Linked DNA regions of Mus musculus: region 2 is linked to region 1. A link is a contact called in public Hi-C data. All regions are on one chromosome and are shown on one strand. The core of a region is the stretch at or near the end of the contact, and the rest is flanking DNA. Distances in the headings are between cores, read along the strand shown. Region 1 holds the start of Lexm (lymphocyte expansion molecule). Region 2 overlaps Ssbp3 (single-stranded DNA binding protein 3).

Region 1 (6,244 bases), core at 1,763-4,262:
GAGATCAGAAGAACTGTGGCTAGGAGCCTAAACACAAAGGTGGTCTTTGAAGTACAGTGAACAGAGCTAAGTGGTGCCGGGAGGTGAGACCTGGCTGGATTTCTGAGGCTGGTATGCCCCTTCTAGCCACATGGGGGCACTGCTGTTCCATAGGTGATGCAATCCACCCTCCTCTCTGGACCCTGCAACCAGACCCTTGGGGAGCCAGACCTGGTAGAGGGGGTGGGGCCAGTGCTACAAAAATCAGGCCACTGTGAGGATCAGCTCTGTCTGTCCCCCAAAGAAGGAGACTGGGTCTTGCTTCCGTCCATAGCTCAGAAAGCCAGTGCATGGATCAGGTATTATGAGTCCCCTGCAGATTTTGTTCCAGTGAGGCCTCCCCAGACTGCTCTCTGTAAATCACCCCACAGCACTCTCCTTCCCTGTGCCATTTACCCTCAAAACTCCATAAGAACGATATGTATTTCCTTCTTCATACTGTGGTGTGTGTCACTAAGATGCCCGCTCTGACGTTTGTCACTGCCAGACACCCCGCTCTCCCAAAGCCTAGTTCAGTACACAGCTTTCAGTTGCTGCTTAATCATTATTTCCTGGTTGCCTAGCTAAATGAATATGTTTGTTGGGTTTCTAATATACTCTAGGTTTCTCTAGGCTCAAGACACAGGAGAGCAGAAGAGCCAACAAGAAAGCCAGGAAGGTCTGGGCAAGCCTAGGGAGAAGACGGGTTCAGAGAAGGGTGCTTGTCAAACATCCAAACAGCAACAGTCTTCCCACAGAGGACGGAGGGTGGAAGAGACAAGCTCACGTACCCCAATAAAACCTCGGAAACGTGTCTCCCCAGAGCTGAGCAGCCCCCGTTTGCTCTGTGGTTTCTTCTGCAGCTCAGTTATGAAGTCTTTGATGTTGTAGGAGCCAGGGCCACGCTTGTGCACCTGCCCCAAAAGAAAAGAACGCAGGATGGAAAAGGAACCTGGGGAGGTCCAGCCAGGAAGAGCCCAAAGGGTGACGGTGTTCTCCAAGAGGAAGCTGTATCCACTAGGACTCTGGAGGGATAGCCATGTGGACAGGAAGCCTTGCTCCTAGAGGTCGGGAAGGGTATGCCCCGAAGTTCACCTGCTGCTCTTTTTCCTTCTTGATGGCCTGGTAGTGGAAGTGGGGTAGCTGGGTCAGCCGAGTGGCTTCGTGGGCCTGGGACCATCCTGAGCCCAACTTCTGTTCCAGGAACTTCTTGCTGAAGCAGGTATCCTTGGAGTTATAGGTCCCAGGTCCTATGTGGGACTAAGTTAAAGCAGGCTCTCAGCTGAGTCGGTCATAACCACCTACCCCACCCCTTTGCATGTGCAAGTCACCCCTGGCCTAGGAATTAAACTAGACAGTTCCCCAGTCTGACGACCAGGAGGAGCTCAGCACTCAAGATCGAGTCCTGACCACCTCTGTGACTGGCCTTGTTCCACTTCAGGGAAATACAGAGTAGAAACAGCTGTGGAAGAGGAAGCCTGCGGCCCTTAAACTCCTAGGGTTCTAGCATAGTCCTGAGTTTATCAAACATCTGGAGCCAAGAATGAGGCAAGCTTGGGTTGGAGCATGCGCAGGTGTATTGGGGAAGGGACGCGGTTGGAGCATGCGCGGGCGTATTGGGGGCGGGACACAGACCACGTGAAAGGAAGCAGGCTCACCAGTTCCACCGAATGATGTCTGGAGTATGGGGCCTCTGTGAAGGTGCTGAATTTCTTCTGGTTGGGATAGACAGCGGAGACATCAAACCTAAGAGAGGTATAAGTGAGGGCCCATCTGGTCCTGACTGGGGCAGCCCTGGTGGACAGGCAGTTGGTTTCCCAGGACAGGCGACTTTGGAGCTGACCCTTGAATGTCACTTTGGATCTGCTTCATCATTTTGAGAGTTCCTGAGATGCTCTGCCACCCACCCTATGCTCTGCCTCTCCCTACAGCTTCATTCTTCTTCAGAGTTCTTACCATTATCCTTCCCAGCTCAAGTAGATAGATAGATGTTATACTACAGGGTGGATACTTCATATCATCTTTCATATACGTTTAATTATCCAGACCACCTCATGATCACAGATTCTAGAACCGTGTGTGGCACATAGTAGGTCATTTATATGCAACTATATTACATAATAGAACATAAAAAGAAATATGACAGTTGAGCATAATGGTGCACACCTTTAATCCCAGCACTTGGGCGGCAGAGACAGGTGGATCTCTATGACTTTGAAGTCAGCCTGGTCTATAGAGTGAGTTCCAAGACACCCAGGGTTATGTAGAGAGACTGTCTCAAAAAGAAAGAGAGAGAGAGAGAGAGAGAGAGAGAGAGAGAGAGAGAGAGAGAGAGAGAGAGAGAGAGAGGAAAGGAAAAGAAAAGAAAAGAAAAGAAAAGAAAAGAAAAGAAAAGAAAAGAAAAGAAAAAGAAAAAAGAAATAAGACACCTGGGTTGCAAACAAAACTTTTTAGCTAAATTTCATGGGATGGGCAGACCATGTGGCCTCTATGAATATTTTACATTAGGTGGTTTGGAAATAGTTTGCAAGAACTTGCTACAAAAATGGAACAGAAAACAAACAAACTTAGAGGCTTTAATCCCAGCACAGAGAGGGCAATGATAGGCAGATCTCTGTGAGTTCTGTCCAAGCAGGGCTACATAGGAAGAGAGGAGGAGAAAAGAGGAGGAGGAGGAGGAGGAGGAGGAGGAGGAGGAGGAGGAGGAGGAGGAGGAGGAGAAAGTGAGTGGGGGAGGGGCGAGCCAGCCCTCTTCCCTTCCTTCCCGGGCTCCAGCCTTCTGGGTTAGCCTTCCTCCCGGAGGCGGAGGCAGAGGCGCTGGTGGGGCCACAGGAACTCCCTTGGATCCTGGGTGCTAGGCCAGGAAGCAGTTGGGCCCCACCTGTGGCTCTGCACCCCAAAGGGCGCCCCTTTGAACCACTTGGGGATGGTGGACATGATGTTGCGCGGGGGGGCGCCGTGGGTGCGAGGTCTCATTGAGCCTAGACTCCAGCCTGCCCCCACCCCGGCACAACACCCCCTTGACACCGCGCGCTGCCACGGCAACCCGCAACCGGGGCGTTATGATTCAGCAAGTACAGACCTGCTTCGTGACACGTGGGAGCTCTCCAGCGTGCTGGCTGCCCCCTGACGTTATCATTCACTTTATATTCCCAATGCTGCCTTGCCTGAGACCCTTCCTGGGCTCCTTCAGACCTTAGGATCCCCCTGGGGTTTAATGAGAGAGCTCTTGTCACTTGCTGAGAATCTGTTTATTTCTGCTTATACTGGGGAGAGCCCAGGCTCAGAAATTGCCTTCATGTTCACCTTGTAAGGGAAACGGAGGGGAGAGCAGACTTGGGAATTCTGGTCCTTCTCTGCTGGATGGAACTCTGGCGGGGGAGGGGAGCGATGGGGAGAGGGGCGTGGCAGGGCAGGGTGGGGCGGGGAAGCCAAGGAAGATGGCACGTGGAGGACAAGTAGAGAGATAGGTGAAGGTACTTAGAGACATCAGAAGGGATGCAGTGGCATCAGAACCTCAGATATCCACTCTGAGCAGACACTAAAGGACGACTGGCCCCCAAATGTGGTCCCTGTCCTCTGACAACCACTTCCACAGCTTGGCCAGGCTAGCAGGTGGGGAATGGGGTGGGGCCCAGCCTGTGGACAGGCACTTCAGGGAAGAATCCCAAAGGAGGAATCACTTGCTAGGTGAAGAAAGAGGGGAGGGTGTGCCCCCAACCTGGTGTGACCAGCTCTCCCTCCTCCTCCCTTCCCCTACTGATAGCATCCTCTGGCTGTGCTAATGTCTCCTTCATTACCCCAGAGCCCTGCAAGGGCTTTCAGCAGAGATGGAACAGATGTCTGTCTACACCCCACTCCTGTGACAAGATAACTGGAGGTCGATGGAAGATACCTTCAGTCCTGCATCCAACCAGTGGCAAAGCACACCAGAGGCACAGCAGCCTCCTACAGCAGACCCACACCACAGTTGGTATTTAAATGGAAAGCTGGACTAATGGCTCCAGGCCTGGCAGTCACAGAGTCACAGCTGATAGAGCGACCACAGTATACCACTGAGCGGGGGGGGGGGGGGTGTGTGTGTCAGAGACATCAGCTGTAGTGTCCCTTTTTTTTTTTTTTTTTTTTACTTTTTTTTTTTTTTTAAAGATGTCTATAAATATACCAGAAGAGGGTGGGCGTCTGAATTTCATTACGGGTGGTTGTGAGCCACCATGTGGTTGCTGGATTTGAACTCAGGACCTTTGGAAGAGCAGTCAATGCTCTTATCCTCTGAGCCATCTCACCAGCCCATGGCGTCCCTTTCTAAGTCTCCTCATGCTTACCTGGGAAATGAAGCAACATTCTATCTCCCAGGCTCCTGAGAGGATTAAAACATCTACAGGAGGCAATTCCTGGCCCTGGGAAAGGGCCTCTCAGAGGCCCACAGAGAGAGACTGTCTTGTTCATTCCTGACACAGTACCTGACATATAGCAAACACACAGCAAATGTTTGTTGGGTGATAAATAAGTGAATAAATGTAGTACGATTTATCAGGAACCCATAAATTTGAAGCTTGGTCCTGCTGGTGACGCCAGGTGACCCTGGACATGGTATGCTCATGAGGCCTCCATTCCCCCACCTGGGACAGGGCATGTGACTAGAGTTTCCTTGGAGAGCTATACTAACATGTCATGGCGTCGTAGCTGTCCTTGCCCTAAGCAGGAGGCCCTTCTACCAGCCTGGGCCTCCTTAGGCACTCCTGGGGAAGTGGCACAGACCGGCCTGTAGCTGCCCATGTCTTCTCTTCTACAGTGATCCCCTTGGCTGCAGGACAGCTGAAGGAGTGGTGGAAGACACCAGCCAAAGTCCATGCATGGGCCAGAGTCCTGGCTGCAAGAGAAGGCATAGCAGGCCATGGTGAGTCACTTCTGTATTGAGGCCACCTGCCACGAACAGTCCAGCTCCTCCCTGTCATAGAACTTTGCCTGGCCAACTAATTCATCCTTTTCCATAGGTGCTACCACCACCCCTCCATCTCCACTCTAATTATTGCAGGAAAGAAATTGAAGGCTCAGACAGAATAAATGGTCCTGGTCACGTCTAGTAAAGCATGGGTCGCACAACCCATCCAGGACTCAACGCTTGAGAGGTCTGGAGCTGCAGGAGTTCAGCCTACCCAGAGATCATTGTCAATGTAATTTAGTCAAGTGTCTCAACCAGGACGGAGCCTGGGAGGGGGCTTTGGCTGCTACCTTTAAGTTTGTTTGTTTGTTTGTTTGTTTGTTTGTTTTGTTTTTTCAAGACAGGGTTTCTCTGTATAGCCCTGGCTGACCTGGAACTCACTCTGTAGACCAGACTGGCCTCCAACTCAGAAATCCACCTGCCTCTGCCGCCCAAGTGCTGGGATTAAAGGCGTGCGCCACCATCGCCCGGCTTACTTATAAGTCTTATCTCTTGCAACCTCTTTCCCACTCTCTGTGAGCCCTAGCTACGGGCAACTCTGGCCCCGAGGGCTACCCTAAGTTGCAGAGAAACCACTGGCCTTTTCAATTTTTCCAGCTTCTGCGATACGCATGCCCGCCCGCTCACTCCCTTCCCTCCCAACACCTACTCATCTTCCTAGAGTCAGATCAAAAGCTTAGCCCACCCACCGGGATGGTTAATATGAACATTAGAGAAAATGACACGTCTTGGCAAGGATGTAGAGGAATTGGAAACTTTGAGCTTTGGTGATGGGCAAATATAATGATTCTGCTGCTATGGGATAGCACAGTGGTTCCTCAAAGAAGTAAACATAGACTTACAACACGCCCCAGCAATCCCATTTAGTATGTGCTGTAGGAGTAAAGGCAGCGAACCCAAACACATATCTGTATAATACAGCCCTGCTTGTAGCAACTTCATTCACAATAATCACGACCCATATTTACCGTGGTAAATGATGGATAAACAAGGGCTGATAGATACAGACAATATAGACCGTGAAATAGTGCTCACCCTTAAAAAGGGAGGAAATGCTGTCCAACAATGATTGTGTGCATTGTAATCCTAACACTTGGGTGCCTGAGGCAGTTAGGAGAGTTCTAGACCAACCAGGGCTACCTAGTAACCATGACACCAGCTGGACTACATAGAGACCCTGTCTGAAAAAAAAAAAAAAGAGGTACAAAATTAATAAGGGAAGCTCTTACACCACATCATGGATAAAGTTTGAAGTCATTATGCTAAATGATAAGGCAGGCA
Region 2 (6,080 bases), core at 881-3,380, 420 kb after region 1:
TAATTTTGTAAATACATATTTTACAAATTTTTTCATATAATTTGAAGGAGTTCCTAAGTCTCCTTCCGTGGAACTACCCATTGCTACCCCAGAGTCAGATGGCATCTAGGACTTCCTGTACTGATGGCAGCCTGCTCCTGCTCCCACTGGCTCCACGCCATAGAGTGTAGCCCCACTTTGATTGTCACCATCTCTCCTTCTCTTAGGGGCCCAGGAGCTGGCAGACCCTGGCCCAATCCCAACAGTGCTAACTCAGTGAGTATACAGGTCTGGAGGGTGCCTTTCCCCAGGGAAGAGGTTCTGGACATTAGGTAACCCTGTTGCCAGGAAGAGGTATCAGGCGGGAGAACTACAGCAGGATCTACCTGATGCTGCTAAGAAGGCCCGTGTAGGTGGAGCCCTCGGCAGTGTGCTGGGGTCCTCACACGTGGTCCTGCCCTGAGCTATCGGCTGGCTAAGAGCTAGGGCTCCACGTGCGTCATGGTTCTGGTTTCTAGCATTGAGGGAAATGACTGACAGGCTTGGTGCAGACAGAAGAAGGGGTGTGGGTGTTGCTGTCTTCCACCCTCCCAATTGGGAGGTCTCCTGGGACCCTACTCTCAGGCTCCACCAAAGACTGGGAGAAGGGAGACCAATCCCCAGGACCATTGCATGTGTCTCAGGCCCCTTCTTCTGGAAACTGACCAGGTTACTAATTCACTGGGTCCCCAAGCCTACCATAAATAAGAATGACTGTGCCCCAAAGTGGGTTTGGAAGTGATGGGGCATGATGCTTGTCTGTCAGGGAAGGCAGCTCCAATCCATGGCTCCCGAATCTTCTTTCCAGATCCCGTACTCCTCATCATCACCCGGAACCTATGTGGTAAGTGCAGCTCAGGATTCTGACTCTCTAGTGCATGTGACCGCTGAGGAGAGCCACTCAGGTCTAGTATGTTCCTCATGAGAACACATCTGAGCCCAGGAGCCAAATTGTTCTCAGCGTTTAGGTGTTTGTACAGGCCTGGGCTAGCCTTCAGTTCTCCAGAGCTGAGCCAGAAGGGCTCTTTTTCAGTGACTGCTACCCAGCAGGCTGTGGGCCCCGTTTACTGGCTCTGGCTTTCACTGGTTGGTGTGCATGTGAGCAGATGTGTGCACACACCCACCACTTGTGCCTTGGCTTGAGAGGACGAGCATAAATCTAGCTCCCTTCTGGCTTGTAGGCTCCAGTTCTGAGTGCAGGAGAGGCAGTACCAGGTACCAGGCTGCTCTGGGCACTGGCAGCTAGCATAGCGGTCTCCCCAAGCTTCTTAACACCACAGGTTAGTTACTGACACCTTTTATCTCATCTCAGGGACCCCCTGGTGGTGGTGGCCCTCCAGGAACCCCCATCATGCCTAGTCCTGCAGGTAAGAGGGCTTGAGGGGGGAAATAAATGTCTGGTGGGAGTGGGGTGCTATGTGTCTGAGGGCTCTATTGCAGACCCTGGCCTTTCAGGCACCACTTCTGAGCCTTGAGTGCATGCTCTGCCAGGCACTGATGCCTGGAGATGTAAGGGCCATGAGCCTTCACTATCAACAACCCACTGTGTGGCTTTAGCCACATGACCCTTATATTCCTATATACTGCTTTGAAAGAATAAAATTGAGCCAAGGTCTGAAACAACAAGATCTCATTGTCCTAGATGACTTTAGAAGGGTCTCTGGGTCCCTGACAACTGGAGACCAGGACTCTAAAAGCACATACACACTCCCCCTGAGGTTATGGGTTCTAGGCTTGTGGTCCTCTGTGTAAGAGATTGTGTTTCCCTGTTTCTTTATCTGGAGAAGGCATGCATGCACAGGAGGGCAGGTGCATATATGCACACATACATAGAGTCACAATTATCTGTCTCCTGGCTAAGAATAGCATTGCAGCCAGCTGGAAGAAGTGCAGCGTACGTCCCCTACCCAGCCCAAAATAGAGGGAGAATTTCTGCTCCTGATGGAGCAGCATTAGCTGGTTTCCTAAGGAGACTTTCCTTGGCTAGGTGGGGAGTGGCTAGAGCCTCCTCTTCCAACTCCCCATAAAGGGAATCTGCTCAGCTGCAGGGGGGAGCTGGCTGCAGCCACAACCGGCTCCCGCTCCGGCTCCCGCTCTGCAGCATTGATGAGCAGCATGACCTACATTCAGACTGGGTCATGCTAACCCACTCCTTATGTTAATGCGGCCCCAGCCCCAGCCCCTCGGCCTAGCTGAGTGGTTCTGGGTAACTTGCTGCATTTTTCCTTCCCTGGGTGGGTCTGAGAGAAAACACAGGTTATGTCTTTGTGTCCTTGCTAAGCTTAGGGGACGGATTTGTGTCCCTGTGCTGTGCCTGCCCAGATACCCTGACATTCTCAGGTTTGTGGTCGAATGGTTTTCTCAGTTGAATTTTCTGTGATTAAAAACTTTGTGAATCTTCATTAAATACAAATTAGCCAGAAGATGGTGATACTTAGAAGAAATTTTAGGTGATAAAATACAAAAGAATGAGTTCAAGTGCCGAGAGTTTGTTTTAATTAAGAAATGAATTAATCACCTGAACTCTGTGGTTCCCACTATTTCTACAGATTCAACAAATTCCAGTGACAACATCTACACAATGATTAATCCTGTGCCGCCTGGAGGCAGCCGGTCTAACGTGAGTCTGCTTTCTGCTCATTTACATACCAGATACCATAACAAATCATAATTAACTTCATCAGCTGAGGGGAAAGCATGAGTAATTGATTTTAGCCATTTGTTACCAAAGATGAATAAAATAAACCATCAGAAGCGCGATTAACTCTTGGGCAAGTCAGTCCCCATCTTATTGATGGTGGGAGGTGGGAGGGGCGGGGCTCCCCCTCTGGTCAGGTGTGAGACAAGGGAAAGCACCAGGCTTCAGGGGGCTTCTCCCCATTCTTCTGACTGGCCGTGCCACCTTGGGTAGTTAGTCCCTCCCACCGATCCTTCCTGTTCCCCAGGCATTAATGCTAAGGGGGAAACCTGAGGTTCCTTTGGGCACCTACTTGACCCATGTGGATACCAGTATGGCAGCTCCTTTACCTCGACTCCTTACAGTCTTCCCCTCTGGAGTGCCCTTGCCAAACTTCCCTGTACAGAGTCTGCCTCGCTTCTGTAGCTGTGGAGAGGAGATAGCCCCTGGCTTTGTGAGCCCAGTTTCTGGGCAAAGACAAAAGTCACACCAGGTATCACATCCTACATGAGGACTGCCATGCTGACGACGGCAGACGTGTGGTGATGAGGATGAGTGCAGACCTTGTGCACACAAGCACACACGCTGTTCTTGTGCTGCACCTCTAGCACTGCGTCCCTGCCACATACGTCTCCCAGCAGCCTGCGAAGGTCACGTTCTATGGCCTGCCTCCTTTGCCAGGGCCCTGTGTTGCATGAGTATGGGGAACTCTCTGTGGTACCGCCCTCCCATCCAGCCACTTGCTGTGTTTCACCTCACTAGGGGTCTCTTTCATTCAGATACTCTGTATTCTGAGATACCTCAGGACAGAAGTCCTGTTTTGTAGCAGTGGGGATAGAAGGTTGAGAATACTAAACCCATCCAGAGGCCCCCTGGGCTAGTAGAGGCACTGATGCCGGATGGACATGGTTTAGTGGTTTAGGTCATTTGCCACCTACAATCACTCTTGCATTTTTCACGGCCATGGATGCTATTAGGCATCACTCAGGCTGTGTCATCCTAAGGGCTGTAGCCTCAGGATGTCTACCTGCTGCCACAATTTACACTCGAGTTCGCATCAAGATGCTACTGAATGTACATTTAACTTATGGATGCCGTGACCGTGTGTTTCAGAGTTAAGGTCATGAAACTACAAACCATGACAATGCCATGTGACCCAGACAGCACCAGAGTAAGCTAAATGACACGCAGGTCGAGGACAGTCGAGAATATTACACCATCTCTAGACAGGTGCTCCAGTGAGCAGAGAGGGTAGGGAAGCTCACACTCTCTCTCTCTCCACTGTGTGGGGACTGGCACGTCCTTTGAACCAAAGGCTCTTTTTGTTCTTCAAAGTGACACTGGTGTCCATTCAAAAACAGTGACCCCCTCAAGCCAGTGTGAGCGCAGACTAGAGTGAGCACTGCCATCAACCCCAGTCCCTGATTGCTCTGGGTCTAAAGTTCTAGATCCAGTGGTCACAGTACAGGTCCTGTGTGTGGACCAGAGGGGAGGGGCTTTGATAACAGATGTCCCAGCCTTTGGGCACAGCTGTGCCTTTGTGGTATACCAGTGACGGCTCACATCACTGTAAAACAAGGCCGAAGTGCACTGAAGGTGCAGCGTATGGCAGAGCACATACCTCACATGCAGGAGACCCTGGCTCCACCCAACAAAACAGAGCAAAAACAACTTCTGGTGGGATTTTGATTTAAGAACTGGAATTCTATGTTATCTTGATTTCCTAAAGGCTTTTAATGAACTTGCAGAAAGCAGAACTGTTCTCTAATCAAAGCCAAGCTCCAGTTTGCTCATTGATCTGCATGTTCGACAGTTTTAATCTCGTGCTTGGCAACTTGATCTGAGAGCTCTCACCAGGCGAAGAAAAGCCTCATTCCCTGTGCCACAACTTCCACCAAGGGTGTCTGTGACAACAGCCATCACGGAGCAAGTTTTTACTATACCTGTAAGGTGACAGTCATTTGGGGGTTGAAGAGATCGCTCAGTAGGTAAGAGCACTGGCTGCTCTTCCAGAGGACTCAAGTTGAGTTCCCGTTATCCTCATGGCAGCTCACAACTGTCTGTAACTCCAGTTCCAGAGGATCTGACACTCATGCAGCAACACCACCAATGCATGAAATAAGATGGCAGTCACTGCTGGCAACCACAGGAAAGGTGGCAGATGTTGTCTCTAAAATTTCAGTAGCTTGGTCAGGAGGGTGGTAGCAATGCCTTTAGTCCTACTACTCAGTACTTCTACAGAATGAGCTCCAGGAAAGCCCAAGGAAAAAACATAGTAGCCAAGGCTATATAGTGAGCACCATGTCTCAAAACACAAGAAAATCGAAAGTGTGAGACAAGAGGACATCCATATCTAATCTGGAAATCTGTTGAGGAAATCGAAGGAAAAGGAGTTAGAATCAAAAGGAAGGAGTGCGGCTCAGCTAGCCGCTTGTGCTAAACCTTATACCACAAAGAGAATGACTCAGCTTTAGAAATGAGGCGACGGAGAACTCAGAAAATGCCAGGTCAAGGCCAGACAAGCTAAATAAGACTTTCTCAAAAAATTTCTTTCTTAAAACTAACTCACTTAAACTTCAGCTAGGATCTCACAGGTGCAAGTGTCCTCTGTAGTTGAATATCATTTCTTTGTGAGAAAAGGTTTAATTGAGCAGAATATGTGTCTCCCCCTTCCCTCCCATATGTGTGTGTCTGTGTGTGTGTGTGTCTGTGTGTGTGTGTCTGTGTGTGTGTCTGTGTGTCTGTGTGTGTGTGTGTGTGTGTGTCTGTGTGTCTGTGTGTGTCTGTGTGTGTGTCTGTGTGTCTGTGTCAGTGCATATGACTGTTTCAGAGCTTCCGACATTTCAGAGGTTGGGGAAGGCGGCAGAGGCAGAAGGAAATTAGACATGTCAGGACAGGAGCATTTTTGAAAATACACAAAGCTTCTGTCTTAGTCAGGGTTTCTATTCCTGTACAAACATCATGACCAAGAAGCAAGTTGGGGAGGAAAGGGTTTATTCAGCTTATACTTCCAAATTGCTGTTCATCACCAAAGGAAGTCAGGACTGTAACTCAAGCAGGTCAGGAAGCAGGAGCTGATGCGGAGGCCATGGAGGGATGTTCTTAACTGGCTTGCTTCTCCTGGCTTGCTCAGCCTGCTCTCTTATAGAATGAAGACTACCAGCCCAGAGATGGTCCCACCCACAAGGGGCCTTTCCCCCTTGATCACTAATTGAGAAAATGCCTTACAGTTGGATCTCATGGAGGCATTTCCCCAACTGAAGCTCCTTTCTCTGTGATAACTCCAGCCTGTGTCAAGATAAAACACAAAACCAGCCAGTACAGCTTCCTTATTTCTTTAAACATCCTGGCTACTACCTGCTATTGTTAACTAGCCTTCTCAGTT

What was found. A called contact is a pair of places that touch in the nucleus more often than the background predicts.
Region 2: a contact with region 1 is called in a Hi-C map of cortical neurons, with 2.9 times the contacts expected there. The contact joins the enhancer-like site here to the promoter of Lexm in region 1. A contact is called at or near these places in 15 of 39 promoter capture datasets (the 3T3-L1 cell line, the C10 cell line, the HPC-7 cell line and 8 more), 1 of 15 datasets of contacts at CTCF or cohesin (the NIH/3T3 cell line), 2 of 484 Hi-C or Micro-C datasets (cortical neurons and stem cell-derived neural stem cells), 2 of 115 datasets of contacts at active chromatin or transcription factors (embryonic midbrain and embryonic stem cells) and 3 of 9 other capture datasets (embryonic stem cells, liver and pancreatic islet).

What each region holds. Positions count from the first base shown.
Region 1 is chr4:106,614,226-106,620,469 of GRCm38.p6, forward strand. Lexm (lymphocyte expansion molecule) reads right to left here and starts at 3,013. Exons shown (of 10, transcript NM_183182.3): 1 at 2,900-3,013; 2 at 1,677-1,764; 3 at 1,114-1,278; 4 at 810-932. The coding sequence starts at 2,994.
Region 2 is chr4:107,037,396-107,043,475 of GRCm38.p6, forward strand. It overlaps Ssbp3 (single-stranded DNA binding protein 3), which reads left to right. Exons shown (of 18, transcript NM_023672.2): 11 at 207-255; 12 at 827-862; 13 at 1,331-1,385; 14 at 2,568-2,638. Among named protein-coding and RNA genes, the nearest start is that of Gm12786, 13 kb to the left of the region's middle. Within about 2 kb of position 2,131, at least 14 of the 459 cell types and tissues checked have an H3K27ac peak or open chromatin away from gene starts, as enhancers often do. A contact at or near this core is called in cortical neurons, where this site is marked.